Linked DNA regions of Zea mays: region 2 is linked to region 1. A link is a contact called in public Hi-C data. All regions are on one chromosome and are shown on one strand. Each heading gives the region's core, a stretch centred on a gene start, on an enhancer-like site or on the middle of the called end of the contact. The rest is flanking DNA. Distances are from core to core; before and after follow the strand shown. Region 1 holds the start of LOC100283234 (50S ribosomal protein L4-like). Region 2 holds the start of LOC100277295.

Evidence for each region. Hi-C and Micro-C count contacts between places; a contact is called where the count stands out from the background.
Region 2: a contact with region 1 is called in a Hi-C map of root tip, with 7 times the contacts expected there. The contact joins the promoter of LOC100277295 here to the promoter of LOC100283234 in region 1. A contact is called at or near these places in 12 of 25 Hi-C or Micro-C datasets (bundle sheath, ear, endosperm and 5 more) and 1 of 3 datasets of contacts at active chromatin or transcription factors (seedling).

Annotation. Positions count from the first base shown.
Region 1 is chr1:38,264,295-38,271,974 of Zm-B73-REFERENCE-NAM-5.0, reverse strand. It overlaps LOC100283234 (50S ribosomal protein L4-like), which reads right to left and starts at 4,298. Exons shown (of 2, transcript NM_001374454.1): 1 at 3,366-4,298. The coding sequence starts at 4,272. LOC100285700 reads right to left here. Exons shown (of 11, transcript NM_001158591.2): 7 at 6,680-6,748; 8 at 6,494-6,601; 9 at 6,102-6,170; 10 at 5,960-6,014; 11 at 5,338-5,807. The coding sequence ends at 5,605.
Region 2 is chr1:38,488,479-38,496,158 of Zm-B73-REFERENCE-NAM-5.0, reverse strand. LOC100277295 reads right to left here and starts at 3,716. Exons shown (of 1, transcript NM_001360554.1): 1 at 2,911-3,716. The coding sequence starts at 3,517. The coding sequence ends at 3,110. LOC100274171 (SH3 domain-containing protein) reads right to left here. Exons shown (of 25, transcript NM_001360553.1): 20 at 6,539-6,764; 21 at 6,181-6,312; 22 at 5,946-6,089; 23 at 5,585-5,764; 24 at 5,066-5,125; 25 at 4,384-4,977. The coding sequence ends at 4,906. It overlaps LOC100275298, which reads left to right and starts at 1,582. Exons shown (of 4, transcript NM_001149413.1): 1 at 1,582-1,981; 2 at 2,085-2,177; 3 at 2,280-2,417; 4 at 2,531-2,788. The coding sequence starts at 1,757. The coding sequence ends at 2,572.

The DNA.
Region 1 (7,680 bases), core at 3,049-5,548:
TGTTGCCCTTCCACTCGCTGCCGCTCCATCACTCGCCACCCAGTTACCATCTACTATTGTCGCCCTTCCACAGATGTTGTCGACGCCCACCTCTGTCGTCACGTCGCCCTCCACTATCTCCCACCTTTTGCTTCTCATCCACCAAATCGCCTTCCCGCACTCACCATCACTCCATTCCCTCCTTTGCCGCTCACCAGCCCCCTGCACCATCCATGTCGGTTGCGGCGCCAGTGACCACCACGCCACACTTCCATAGGTTGTCCTTCCCCACCTACGATGGGAAGGAGAACCCCCTCGGCTGGTGCAACTGTTGTGAGCACTTCTTTTGTGACCAACACACCTTATAGTGCGACAAGGTTTGGTTGGACTCCTTCCACCTCACCGGTGTCACCCAGTAGAGGTTCTACATGCTAGAACAAAACAAGGGCATCGTCGTACGGCCTTGTTTCAAGGAGCTTTGTCAGCAGCGCTGCGGAACTCCCCTCCGGAGCAACCACTAGAGTGAGTCAGCATGTCTCCAGTTTTGATTGACGACCTAAGGCTACCAGGAGAGCTTCCTGGCGCTCCTTTGCCATGCCATTGCACTTCCTCCCCCACACCAGCAAGCACAACTTTTCACTGTTGGCCTACCTGGTCGCCTCCATGTGGACGTCGAGCTATGTTGCCCGACCGACCTACAGCAGGCCATGGCCCTAGCCCGAGCATACGAGCGACACACCCTACCCACAATGGCCGCCCTTCGACGCCCACCAGCACGCCCACTGAGCATGCCGGCCTTGGCTCCTACAACGCCAGCTGCAACGATGCCCACTGCCTCGAGTTCTCCGACGCCTACCATCAAACATTTCACCCCAGCAGAGATGACAGGACAACGTCGCTATTGGTTATGCTACAACTGCCACGAGTCGTTCACCCGCGACCACTGTAACCAGCGCCTCTTCTACCAGGAGTTGACCAACACAGATGACTTGGCCGACCCAGAGGAGCCATCTGCTTCTGACGGCCACTTCTTCTCCGTGGAGGTGACTGACTCGGCGGAATATGTCGGGATGGTCGATCCCGATGCCGCCACGCCCGTCTTCTCCCTCCATGCCATGGTTGTCCTTCGCACGGCTGACACCATGCAGGTCTTGGTCGATGTTGGTGTCGGCAGCTCATCGCCCTCATGGATACTGGCTCCACTCACAACTTCGTCAGCGCCCAAGCCGCAAGGGACATCAGTCTCCCCCTTCATCACTTGCCCTACCCTCTAAGTTGTCGTGGCTAATGGCGACAGGGTGCCTTGCCTCGGCCGTGCGGATCACGTCGCCATCTCCATCGTAGGCAAACGCTTCGATATCAACTGCTACAGCATTGACCTTGGGGGTTATGACATCGTCCTCTGTGTGGCATTCTTACACACCCTTAGGCCCATTCTTTGAGACCTCAATGGTCTTTGCATGGCCTTTGGGCGCACGGGTCAACAGGTCCATTGGAAGGGTGTCGGCTCTCAATGTTGTGCAACGACGTCGATAGCCCTCCACACTATTCTGCCTGAGCCGCGACCACTCCTTGACGATCTTCTCGCCAACATCGATGTCTTCGCCATGCCTTCTGGATTGCCACCAACTCGTGCATGTGACCATTGCATTCACTTGCAGCCAGACACGACAACAGTCGCTGTCCGACCCTACCGCTACTCGTAGGTCCATAAGGACGAATTGGAGTGCAAAGTCGTCGACATGCTGGTCTAGGGCGTTATTTAGCCTAGCACGTCGACCTTCTCCACATCGATGCTCCTCGTCAAGAAGCATGACTCCTTGCTCTTCTACATCGACTCCTTGCGCTTCCTCAACGACTACACGGTGAAGGACAAGTTCCCAATCCTCGTCGTCCCCGTCGTTGATGAGCTCCTTGACGAGCTCCATGGCGCCCATTTCTTCATAAAACTGGACCTACGCTCCGGGTACCACCAGATCCGCATGCACACAGGCGACATCGAGAAGACCGTGTTTCACACCCACCATGGCCACTTTGAGTTTCTGTTGGTGCCAGTTGGGTTGGCAAACACGCAGGCAACATTCTAGAGCCTCATGAATGAAGTCACGCAGCCCTTACTCCGTTGGTTTGTCCTTGTTTTCTTTGATGTATTCTCATCTACAACGACTCGTGGTCAACTCATCTGCAACACGCCTTTTTCGACGCCTCCATGCACACTCCCTCTTTGGCAAGCTCTCCTTTGGCATGACGTCCGTCGCATACCTAGGGCACGTCATCTCCGTAGATGGCGTAGCCATGGATGGAGACAAGGTGGAGGCCGTCACGTCTTGGCTGCACCTTCCTGGGCCTTATGGGGTACTACAGGAAGTTCATATAGGAATTCGACCTCATCGTGGCGCCACTCACCAGCTTGCTAGGGAAGGACACCTTCCACTTGTCACCGAAGGCTGAGACGACCTTCACCGCACTCAAGCGCGCACACTCCACTGTGTCGGTCCTCCATCTGCCAGTCTTCGATACCTTGTTCGTCGTGGAGTGTGACGCGACGAGCATAGGGTTCGGCGCTATCCTTCAGTAGGGCGCAGGACCACTGGCCTACTTCAGCTGACCATTCGTGCCATGACACCAGAAGATCGCCGCCTACGAACGAGAGCTCATCGACTTGGTGCAAGTCGTGCGTCATTGGCGCCCATATCTCTGGGGGCGCCGGTTACTCATCTGCACCAACCACTTTAGCGTGAAGTTCCTGCCTGATCAACGCCTCTCAACGATCCTGCGGCACCAGTGGGTGAGCAAGTTGTTCGGCTTCAACTTCACGGTGTAATACTGCCCCAGTTGTCTCCATACGGTCGACCACGCCCTCTCCCGCCGTGACACCGACATCATTGGCCGCCACAACAATTGTGTCTTGTTTTTGTTTCTTTGCAGGTTGGCTCTCTCATGAAATTTGTGGTTGTCCTATTTTATGTTGAGGCGTGTCTGCCATTCAGACAAAACCATCTTATTTCCCTTCAATGCAAGGCAGAGCTCCTGCCACTCTCTTTTAGAAAAATGAGAAATATGGTAAGAGGTGCATTTTTATTCAGCAAAACATAGTCCTGTACAAAACCGATATTCAAACCCCATGTCTTGGTCCTTGAGTAGTGTGGTTTTATGCCATTCAAATTTACATTGTAGATAAAATGTTCCCCAAAATAATGGTGATGCAATTCAATCCAATCGGCATTACTGCTTCGTAGCACTACCATTTGCTATTCTCCTTCAACCTGTTGAGACATGTACTAACTGAAGGATAGCAGTTACTAGCAGAGAGCCCATATATGGCCAGTACAGGAATAATCAAGCAGCGCACTGCAACCAGCAAAGCATACTCTGTAGCTATGTACCTGGAGCAGCATCTGCTGTGGTGCCTTCTTCTGCTTCTTGCTCGACCAGTTCCTCCTCGCCATCATCCTCGTCATCAGTATAGTAGTCATCGGAAACACTGGCTCCGTACCTGGAGTTGAGGTAGTCTACAGCAGCAGGAGTAAAGAAGAGCTTGCGTGCGTCGAGTATGTCGTACAGGTTCAGCGTCCTGGGTGTGAGCATTTTGAGGGAACCAATGTTCCTGCCGCTGAGCCGCACATTGTCGTCGAAGTCCGTGGCAAAGAACATGGCTTTCTGCTTCGGGTCAAGCCCCCACCGCTGCAAAGCGGCCACGAAATCCCTGGTCTTGGGCCCCGACGCGAAGGCCTCCTCGAACTCCTCGACAACGAAGGCGTCCTTGGCGGCGCTCACGATGGCAGTGGAGATGGCAAGGCGCTTCTCCTTGCGGTTGATCTTGATGGACCAGTCGCGGGGCTTGGGGCCGAACACGACGCCACCGCCGGGACGAAGCGGGGTACGCTGCGACCCCCGCCGCGCCTTCCCCGTCTTCTTCTGCTGATAGGGCTTCCTCCCTCCGCCTCTGACCTCGCCGCGGGTGAGCGTGGAGGCCGTGCCTCGGCGCGCGTTCTGGCGGTCGGTGATGATAGCGCGGTGCACGACAGCGCGCGCGGTGGAGGGTGGCGCGGATTTGAGGTCGAGGGTTACCTCCCCGACCTTCTCTCCGGTGAATGAGAGCACGGGGAGGGTGGCCGCCTCGGCGCGCAGCGCGCGGAGGACGGAGACAGCCGCCCTCGTCCTGACGGCGGCGTGTGGAGTGACGGCAGCGGAGGAGGGTGGGAAAAAGGAGGTGGATGAGGAAGAGAGGAAGGGGGAGGAGGACGAGGAGAGCGAGAGGAGGAGAGGGGAGACTACGGCGGCGGCTGGCATTGTGCCGGCTTCGCTGCGCTAGGTACGGGACTACGGGGTGAGGCGAGGACGATGGCTCTGACGCTCTGCCTCTGCAGCTGCCGCTTCTCTATCCCTTTGTTATCCACCCGTTCGGTTCGGCCACTCCTCCCCAGACAGACTCGTAGTCCCTACTTGCCAACGCCACAAGAAGGCACACTGTCAACTGTCTCAGGAGTCACCGAGTCAGGTCTCATGCCGAGTCGGCTAGTCGCAGTCGCACTTCACAAGTTTGAGTAATTTTTCCTTAAAAATCCATTAATATTACAAGTAATGAAAGGGCATTTGCCGTGTTAAGTGAATTTATTTGCTTGCAGTTTGCTAAAACTGGTTGACACGGGACGGGAGGAGACGAAACCGTGCCTGTGCACTTAAGTCAGCTGCACCTGCAGACTCAACTGCAAGTGCCCAATGCTTTCAGCACAGCTGGGATAGATAAAGGGTGAAAACGAATCTTCAGAAATTCTAGGTAAAAAGGATTAGGCTATCCGCAACCGTTACCCCTAAATTTTTCCCCCTATATCACTTTTCCCCCCTATTTTTCTCCCTATTTTTTCATCTCCCGCAGCGGTTCCCCCTAAATACTCCCCTATACCCCACTACAACTATAAAATATCATTTTCTATATCAACTATTAATTTTTTATCTACTAACAATTACTCGTGGACCCACAGCACAGTGTTTAGGGTGATGAACAGTGACACGCTAGATCTGGGGGGAGATAGAAGGGTGCCGACGCGTAGGGGGCGCTGTAGGGGGCACCGCTGCGGCCGTAGGGTGCCCCCTACAGACGGCATGCAAGGGGAGGGGGAGTGCTAGCGGTGACCGCTGCGCACAGCCTTAATCAGAAGTTCTACGTTCCCTTGGCTTCCTGATGATAACCAACTTGCACGCGTCTCCTTACCGACAAGGTAACAAGCAAAGTCATGCAGGTCAAGAAACCTGAATAGATGACTGCGGATTGCATTCTCATGATAGTTTTTTTTTCCAGATATTCTGCCACCCTTGCACAAACCATAAGGTAAAAGCAAGTCAGGAAATCAGAAGTTTAGAGCAGATGGCCGAAGTTCAAATTATCATACTTATTTATTTTCTTCTGTTTCGATCTTCCACGATACATTCTACATGAATGATACAAATATCTATCCAACATAGTCTTTGGTCCCTACGTGAATCATACTGGCTATTGTGTAACCTACAGTTGACATATCCAAAGCAGAGGCGAGCTCTATAGCTTGTCGACCTTGTTTACGGTTTATGCGGATAATAAATGGCTTTTTAGGATGATATACTAACGCTTGCGATGCCCGTAGTTCATCTTGATGACTTTGATGGTAGTTTCTTAACCAGACTAGTGTTACCAGTTACCAATAGTCGAGCACCCTTCACCAGCTCCTCCTTAATCATAAAAAGCAAAGCAGAAGCAAAAACACTTTGCACAATTTTTGTGCCCATTCCTTTGTACATCCCTGACAGACCCTCATATCGTACCATCTTTGTGAACGCATCAAGTGTACCTGAGCGCAAGAATGGCACATTAAGATCTTCAATAGTTTGTCAGTAACAGCAAGAAATGGCGTGGCAAGTTAAATATTATTCAATACCAATCCAGTAACAGCAAGAAATGAGACCTGATTAAAGAAAGACAAAAGGTAGAGAACTTCCGTACCTTTGTAGCGATGCCTCTTGTCATCGTTAATCATGTGCTTTGCCTGAAGTCTTGCCTGCACGAAGAAAAGGCTTGATTTATGGTATGCACTCAAATATGCAAGTGAACAACTGTGGTTATCACCAATCCAATAATTAATCACCTTAACAACTAGAAGGGGATACGTAACGACGGTTGCACCAAGTTTCGCAACAGCACCAAGAAGAAAAATCTGAATAAGAATGTTTGCAATGTCAGGTTAGAGTTTTATCATAAACCATAGGAATACTAGTATAGATGGGCAGATGAAAGTGCCAAATTATCTCCAACATCTAGAGTCAAACATATAGCAACCAATACATGTCCCAGACAAACAGGCTTTCAAGTCACTTTTTTTCCACCACAGACAAACCAAAGTTCATTCAAGTCACTTTTACAATAGGTTCAGGGTTTCAGACCCCAATAAAACAAGTAATCACTATGCAAACTGGTATTGTCAAAACTCAAGATAAATCACTTGAGGCAATTCCTACCACTGGAAAAACAAAAGCTTACTTCAAGAGCAGTCAATCCATCAGCTCCCTTAAAATTAGAGGCTCGTCTCTTCTTCAATTTCTTCAGAAGAGTCTCATATAGCATGAACTGAATTGCGGGATTGCTAACCTAGAAGCAGATAAAATTGTAAAATAGCAACACTATACGACTAAGAAGCAACAGAAACGGCGAGCAACAGCGACTTACCATGATAAGAGCCGGAATTACCCCTTTCCAGAAGCCAAGAACTCCAGATTCTTTGTAGAGTTCCTGAAACTGGAGTTAAACCTAGTCAGAAAACCAACAGCAACAACAAAGCCTTGTAGGCCCAAGCAAATTGAAGCGGGTTAGATTTGAAACCTAACATGGCACCAACATAAAGCGAAAAGAAAGAGCAAACAATATACTATCTCCGTTTGAAGCTAGTAGGTGTATTTTGTTTCAGTAGGACAAGCCTTTGGCTCATAATTTCTTTATTAAAACATATTTTCAAAATTGACGTCATTAGATTTGTATTGAGAAGTCCTTCATTGATTATGATTTTGTAACACAAGGCATTAACAGAGTAGTTTTGGTTGAAGTCTTGCCCTAAAGAAACAAAAATGCCCACTAACTTCGAACATGGCATAAAGTATTATTAAGTCATCAATTATAGTCACATTATTAAGGGATCTAAAGTATGATCATGGTTCAGGCCTTTGAATAGCTGAGCTTCACATTCCTATCCAAGAACAATTATCTAGGTATATTCCACCCTTTCAAGTCTCTTTTTTACTGCCTCCTCTCATCATCTCATGTCAAATTCAGCCAACCCTACCTCTCCTTACATCAGTATCACAGCTTAGGATTCAGCCATGCAATAGTGCCACTGAGGTCTCCTTTGAATCACACTACTTAGTCTTCTAAACTAATGTTATTACTCATGTTACTTCAGCGCTTACCACAACATGGTTCTCTAGATGTCCATACATCCTCAATGCAAAAAGAAATCATTGTGTTTTGACTGATCATTGTCTGGTTCTAGCAAGTATTACATCCGCTGTTTTCAAAATCAAAGAGGTTTTGAGTTTCACATTTGCACTGACTTGCAATTTATTTAGAGTTCAGATTCAACTCACTTTACCTCCAATCAGGCCAAGCGAGATGCATGTAATACTAGCACTAGCAGTGAGCATAGCATAAAAACAGTACTGGTTTTAAGAAAAATC
Region 2 (7,680 bases), core at 2,467-4,966, 220 kb before region 1:
ACACCCTAAGTCACTACGAGCGCCCCCGATCAGTGCAATGGGATGTGGCTATTTATCTATCTCTTGACTCGAAATGGGAGCGGTCATTTAGGGGCCTTAGCTGGTGATCCGGGCTGTTTCCCTCTCGACGATGAAGCTTATCCCCCATCGTCTCACTGGCCGACCTTGACCCCTACGAAATCAAAATACTAAACAGAGTGGGTTACCGGCTCTACGACCCCATTCCGGGGCACTACTGTAGAGCTCTTTGGGCCTTCCATCTTTCTTTCTTTCCTGTAGTGGTGTGGGCTGCGCGTGATCTTTGGCATGTGGGCCCGGCTTGTCGGTGCGGAGAGATGTGGGTGTGGGTGGGCTGGACCGGCCAGATTCGGCCCATGGGGCTATTTCCTCTTTTCTGTTTTCTTCCTTTTATTCTATTTAAGTTTTACATAATTTAAATACCAAATCAATGTATCAAATTCATATTTATATGCACAGTTCAAAGACTCAGCATGATGCACCTTTATTTATTTAAGTTATTTTGGTTAAATTCTAATCCTCACCTGATGGTTTATATTCTTGGTAAACAAATATGAAAAGGGGAGGAATAATCACATAATCAAGTAACTTATAGAAAACCCTTTTGTTTCATATAGAATTTGGGTATTACACCTTCGGGGCTAGTTTGGTAACTCCATTTTCGCTTTGGATTTCTATTTTTTTAAGGTAAAATAAAATAATTTCCCTCGAGAAGATGAAAATCCCTTGAAAAAATGTGGTTTCCAAATTAGCCCTTAATGTTGCATTTGCAGCCCTCCACCAGATCAAACCTCAGGGCTCTTTTGGAACAAAGGAAAAATGGAGGAACTTTGAAGGATTAAATTCCTGTAGAAAATTTTCCTATGTGGCCCTTTGGAACAAAGGATTGACTTCCTACAAATCCTATAAAATTCCTATAGAATCGACCATTGTAGTGAGATTTTGAAGAATTTTTAAAATGGGGTCCAACCTCTTTAAAAAATTCTTATGATTTGGAAGTGTCATGCAACTCTATTTCTACATTTTTCCTATCCCTATGTTTTACTAATTCTACAATCCAAAGGATGCCTCAGTAAATACCGTTCATGCGACCCACCTAAGGGCCTGTTCGGTTAGCTCTCAATCCATGTGGATTGAGTAGGATTGGGTGAGTTTAAACCCCAAATAAATCAAATTTCTTCACAATTTTTTCCAATTACATCCAATCCATAGGTAACGGTATTAACCGAATAAGGCCTAATCGGGTTATTCCTTCATCACACCGGTTTCAATGTTGTCAATGTCAATGAGAGTAAAATAAATTGAAGAATGATATATGCTCATCTAAATAATCAATATTTATTAGAGAAATAAAAATAGCTTTTTGTCTTGTATCTATTTTTTTCTACTTTTATCTGCTACGTTGATCTCTAGACACCGAGAGTAAAAGATGATAACCACCCAGTACGAGCTACGGCATCACAATTCACAACCTCAGAGGAGCGATCAGTGAGCATTCCTGGCCTCTCACAAACTTCCGGCAAAGGCAACGAGAGCTACCTGCGCCTACCCGCCCTGTCCTCCTCGAGATATTTTGCAATGCCTTCACAAATATCTCGTTGGCCCCGCGGCACGGTGCCATCAGCCATCGCGGGCGACCGCGCGCCATTATAGCACACGGGGCACGGCACGCCTTCGGCCTCCCACTAACTGCACAGAGGACGACGCGGCAGCGAGGAGGAAGCAAAGGAAAGGGGATATGTCGAGGCCGCCCAACAGGAGCGACGCGCACCTCTCCGCCGAGGACGAGGCGGCGCTGGAGGCCGAGGTGCGGGAGTACTACGACGACGCGGCGCCAAAGCGCCACACCAAGCCCTCCCGCAGCGAGCACTCCGCCGTGTACGTCGACGCGCTCGTCCCGGACGTCGGCGGCAACTCCCACCCGGAGCTGGACAAGTTCCAAGAGCTGGAAGCACACACCGAGGTCTCTCGCGTCTCTTCTCTCCCTCTCCTCCCGCCGGAATTCCGAAGGCTCAACTGTAGCACGCACGGGTCAGTATAATATAATCTGTGTTTTTTTTTGTCAGAGGTTGGTGTACGAGGGCGCCAATGTGGGAGATGAGTTCGTGGAGACGGAGTACTACAAGGACCTCGGCGGCGTCGGCGAGCAGCACCACACGGTTGACACGACCTTCTTTAATTCCCACCTCCTCCTTCTGGCTTCCAGTTCCAGACTACTGTTATTTTACTAGTGCGTGCTAATATCTGGCGCGTGCGAGCAGACCGGAACGGGTTTCATCAAGATGGACAAAGCTAAAGGCGCCCCCTTCAAACTGTCTGAAGATCCCAATGCAGAGGAGCGACATGCTTCTTGCAGGGGAAACCCTGCTACCAACGAGTGGATCCCGTCAGCTAACACGGTAAGACTGGGTGAGCACAGTCCAGTTTATCCTATGCAGGTGCAGGGTCGGCTCCAATCGGCGTCTCTACTCACGAACGCATCGTTAAGCAAGTTGCTGTTGCTTCCTTTCAGGTGTACCCGGCGTCAGACAAGCCAAGCAGAAGCGACAGCTGAGGGACTGTATATCTCCAGCCATGAGAATTCAGACGGGTGCTTTCCACCATTACCATTAGAATAAGGAACCACACTGGTTGTCCACCGTATCTTTACTGTTCTGCGTCGAGATTCTTGTGATTCTTACATGGAACAAATTAAGCGTGCTACGAGTTAGACCTCTGTGTTCTGGCTGTAAATGGCAAGGAATAAAGTTCTAATCGTGGTTCAGCAGTCAATCAATTACTCTGTTTCTGATCCTAAGGCTCTAGAAACAATCGGACCTTCAAAATAAACTAAGCGAAAATTCTATGTCGTTTCGAAATTGCCTTTCAACCACACCAGACAGAAAGAGGTGGGGTGATAAAGATTAGAGCAAGAACATGGTATTTATTATATAGAGATTAGAGATACAAGTTGAAATGGTTGTTGATACAGATATTACCAAGAAACACCTACGAACTGCCTGCTGGTGATCGATTGATTTAGGCCTTCACTTCAAACTCGCTACGGGTAGCCGGGTAGGCAAGCAAGACAGACGAGCATGGAGGATACGGATCAGTCATGGTGCGCAGAGGCCGCCGCGGCGTCGGTGGACTCGGCCGTCGGCCGGACGCGGAGGCGTGCGAGCTCGGCGTCGATACGGCCGGTGAGGATGAGCAGGAACATGCGGAGGTCGCAGAGGAAGGACCACACGGGGTGACCGAACGTGGCGGGGCGGTTGCCCTCCAAGAAGAAGTGGCTGTACCACGCCATGCCGTACCCGAGAATGGGGCCCGCGAGGAGGACCGCGGCGCGGCCAGTGGCGGCCGCGAGCACCGCGCAGGCGAGCGAGGCCAGCGTGCCGAGGAAGTGCCACCGCCGCGTGCCCGGCTTGGAGTGCTGGCTCAGGTAGAAGCCCCAGAACTCCTCCATGCTCCCGAACTGCTGCCGCTTCCCCGCGGTCTCGCCGCCGCTCCTCCCCATCAGTCGCGGTCGCTGGACCCTTCCGCTCCGCGCTGCGCTGCTTCACAGGCAACGGTGCGTTGCGTTGGTGCCCACTGCGCAATCACTGGCTCTCTCTCTCCTTTATCCCTACTCTGATGCAGTCGCGATCGGGGTCCGGGGAGCTCAGCAGAAAGAGAGCATGCTGGAGCCTGGAGGCAGGCGATACAAGAAATGCCCCGCCTTGTGCAATGCCCGTTGAAAGCTGCTATCAGGAACGCCGTCGAGGAGACACGGAACCGACCGACCGGGCGACATTTCCTAAGGCAAATCAGCAAATCGGTAAATGGCCAGGAGCATGGCAACAATAGTTAGCGCAATTCCAAGACCATATTTTCAGAATAACTTTTGATCCAATCACGTTTTTCTACATCTACCGATGGTAGCGCGAACTGGAAAAGCAGCAGCCGCTAACAGCCCCCCGCCATAGACCAAATAGACGACCAGACCAGACAAGCCAAGGTTTTAGCATTAATCCATACCGACTTTTGTCTCAAAAGAATCTATAGATTGCAGCTGTAACAGCTGCATCAGTGGCTAACTTTAATCTAAAGCAAACAGCCTAAATTGTATTTGGTGCTGTGCCGGACTTCGGTACCAAGCTTTAGCCTGATGATCCTAAACAAAACTACGGCTTTATAGGATGTTTGGTTTGAGGAATGAACTAGTCCATCATCTTCTCACTCCTCACTATTTTTGTTTGGTTTGTGAAATGGAATAAGTTGATCATCACCACCTCATTCGTCATAATTAGTTAGTTAGTACTAATATGAGGAATAGGGTCATCCTACCAAATTTGAGGAATGAACACATGATGCACCACCTCAATTTGGATGTAGTGATTTCTTAAACCAAACACCCCCTTATAGTTATATACTCTGTAATCCACCCGGAAACAAATATACACAACATTAATGACACTATTTTACCACCAGAATCACACCATACACGACCAAAATAATATATGCCGGGGAAATGATGCCTCTACAATTTTACTAGAATATATATCGCACAACACGAACTGGAGACGACGAAATTGCCTTCTTGAACACAGACGGCAGCAAAATGGCACAGATGAACGGTTTAACCTCTGAAGAGTCTCCACCTTAGCAACAAAAAACAATCAATTGAATGACTAGTGGTGTGGGTCCAGACAAATCAACACGTAAATCTTTCCCAGGAACAGCACTGCAGCATCATACGAACCCCAAGATGACTGGATATGACCTGCTTCCACAAGGCCACGTGCCTATACGACGGGCACGAGTTTATGCGAAGATCTCTCGGGAGCATTCCAGTGTGCCTTTTTGTTAAGCCCATGAACTCCAAACAGCTTCCACAAGTGTGGGAAACGATACACACGGCTGTTATCATGAACTCACATACAGAACAGGAACCAGACCTGCCATCTTTCCATCCCTTCCAGGCCTCCTTTTCTTCACCTGAGCACACACAAAAAAATCGTCAACCTTAAAATCTGTTTGTTTCAAATCAAAGACAAGTAAAGTCTATGGTGAGATGGGAACTTACATAATACCAACCATCGACCTCGTATTCAATCTCCACTTCTTCTCCAGAGTTTAAACTCAGCTGAAAAAACAATGTACATGAATAATGAATAAGTGTGTTAGAATGAAAGCAGATTCAACCCAGATTGCTATCTAGAGGCTGCTGCCGGGCCAAGGTTCACCGGAACCCACAATTAACCATGGTATTGAACCTAAACCCTAAAGACTAGCTTGATAGGTGAGGGTCCTCCAAAAAAGAAAATTCCAATTTAGGACTGAACCTAACCAATTGTCCTCTTGTTTGCATTCAAATGAAAGCCGTCTCTCTCTTTGAGCTATTTGCCACTGAACTGGATAGTTACAATAATACATTAATAACAATTATATCCCAATAGTAAAGACAGTGAATCACTTATAAACATCCGTTACCCCAAGCCAGAAAAAAAGATTTCAGAACCAACATTCCATCAAACTCTGAACATGGAAGTATCACTTCAGGAATTTATAAGACAAACAACAAAAAGGATTACTACCCGCGTACCTCATCATCACCGCCTGCTGTGAAGTCATACAAAGCTTTCCCAGACTGAGGGTTACCAGAACTCTTATCTTCATCCTCGTGGGATCCGAAACTTCGTCCTCCACCCCCTCCAAGGGGGTTTTCAAATGATTCCTTCCTCTGTAGTACTGACGTCGAATATGAGGGTGGTTCTTCACGTATCTGAAGCAAAGGCAAACCTATCAGAAACCATATCCATCCATTCTGTAAAATGGTTTAAAATTGTATGGTACAGTATCTGCTTTGTCTAAACTCAGATAACAATGTTAAGTAAATGTTTTTTTAGCACACCCTCCTCTCGGCACCAAAGAAATGAACATAGCATAGATGCAGTAGAATATACCGTTTGTTGTGAGGCCCCATGACTTGACGGTTTTGAACTGAACAGTGATGGATAGTTCATGCCTCCAAAATGGGACGATATGGAGGTTTCAACAGAACCAGTTGATTCAGGAGAGGATCCACCAGAGTACCTACCATCATCTTCCTGCAACAAATGATTATTCAAGCTTAACTATCTGTACACATGTAGGAAGCATGTGGAGTAAACTACATTGAGCATGTGTAACAATACTTACCTCTGCATCGTAAGTTTCAAGAATTGTCTTAGCCCACATATCATCATATCCGACTGATGGCCTCGAGTTCATGTATTCCTCATCATCCACATCAGGAGCATCAGTTCCAGCACCGGCAAGGAAGTCCTTTACCTACAATTCAATCAAACAGTTCCAATGACAATGGCTAGCAAAATGTTGCTCCCAAATTAAGCACATTCAATGAAGAAAAGAGTAATTATCCGGAAATGATTAAGAAATGAAGTCATCTTTCTTTTTTCATAAAAAGGTCATTTTCCTAAAAACACAATAGGCCTCAAACAGGTAGAAAGCTGATACATAACAGTAGTAATTTATGAAACACAACAAATAATCTTACTTTATCCACAGCTGGAGCGTTGTTTGCCCAAACATCGTCTTCCAAACCTGCTGCCCAGGCCATTGCCAGATCGGGATCAATACCAGACTGGACAGTATTGGTCTCTTTATGTACTTCTTTGGACTCATACATGAGATCAGATATTCCAGTGGCAACAGCAGGATCACTTAGACCACCAGAAGCACTTATGTTATGACGGTTGCGGTAGATCTCAATTAGCTTGGCACTGTCCATACAGTTGAACATACTTAATATCAAGAGACAGGATACTAACAAAATAATGCATCCAGCAAAAGAAATTAAAGGAGACATCGATTTAGCACAAGCGCACATGAACTATTAGAAAAATGTTAATTCTTGTGATGGATCGATTTGTGAAAGGGCAACAAGCTAAATTGGTTAGGTGGTCTTAGCACTCATGTCCTGAGTTTGACTCCTTGTGAGAACGAGAATTTTAGGTTGGGTTAAAAAAATCCCCTCACCTATTCTACACCAAAGCACATGTCTAAAGTCCAGCCCCTGGTCATAGTCGTTGTCACATGGGCTATGGCGCCGGGGTTTAAGGTTTAGTGGGACAGGTGTTCAGAGGTTTTCTCAACCTGCATGAGGTCTTCTTAATGCAATACTAGGGATTGTCTTACCCCCTTGCTAACATGCATGGTCAACTAGATACATTTAGATCAAACTAAGTACGTAGATTAGTACCTTCTTAGTTTGATTCAAATGTATTTAGTTGTCTGTAAAACAATTTTAGCTAGTTATATCAGTAGAGCCTAAGTTGACATGGGAAGATGAAGTAAAATAAGACTTCAAAGGATGGAATATATCCAAAGATTTAGCTTTGAATAGGAGTGCATGAAAAACAACTATCCATGTGCCTGAACATTGACTTGTGGTTTCAGTTGGATTTCAACTCTAGCCTACCCTAACTTGCTTATGTCTAAAAGGCTGTGTTGTTGTTGTAGATCAATAGAGCCTATGTTTTGGCATACTTCCAACAGCATGGACCAGAGCTTGTGGACAGTGAAGCACATCACAACCATTCGTGACTGGTGAACCGAATATTTAGTTCTTAGGCATTTTTTACCAAGAAACTGATCCTAGCTCAGTTGATGGGTGGTGTGGATGTCATGGTTCTTAAG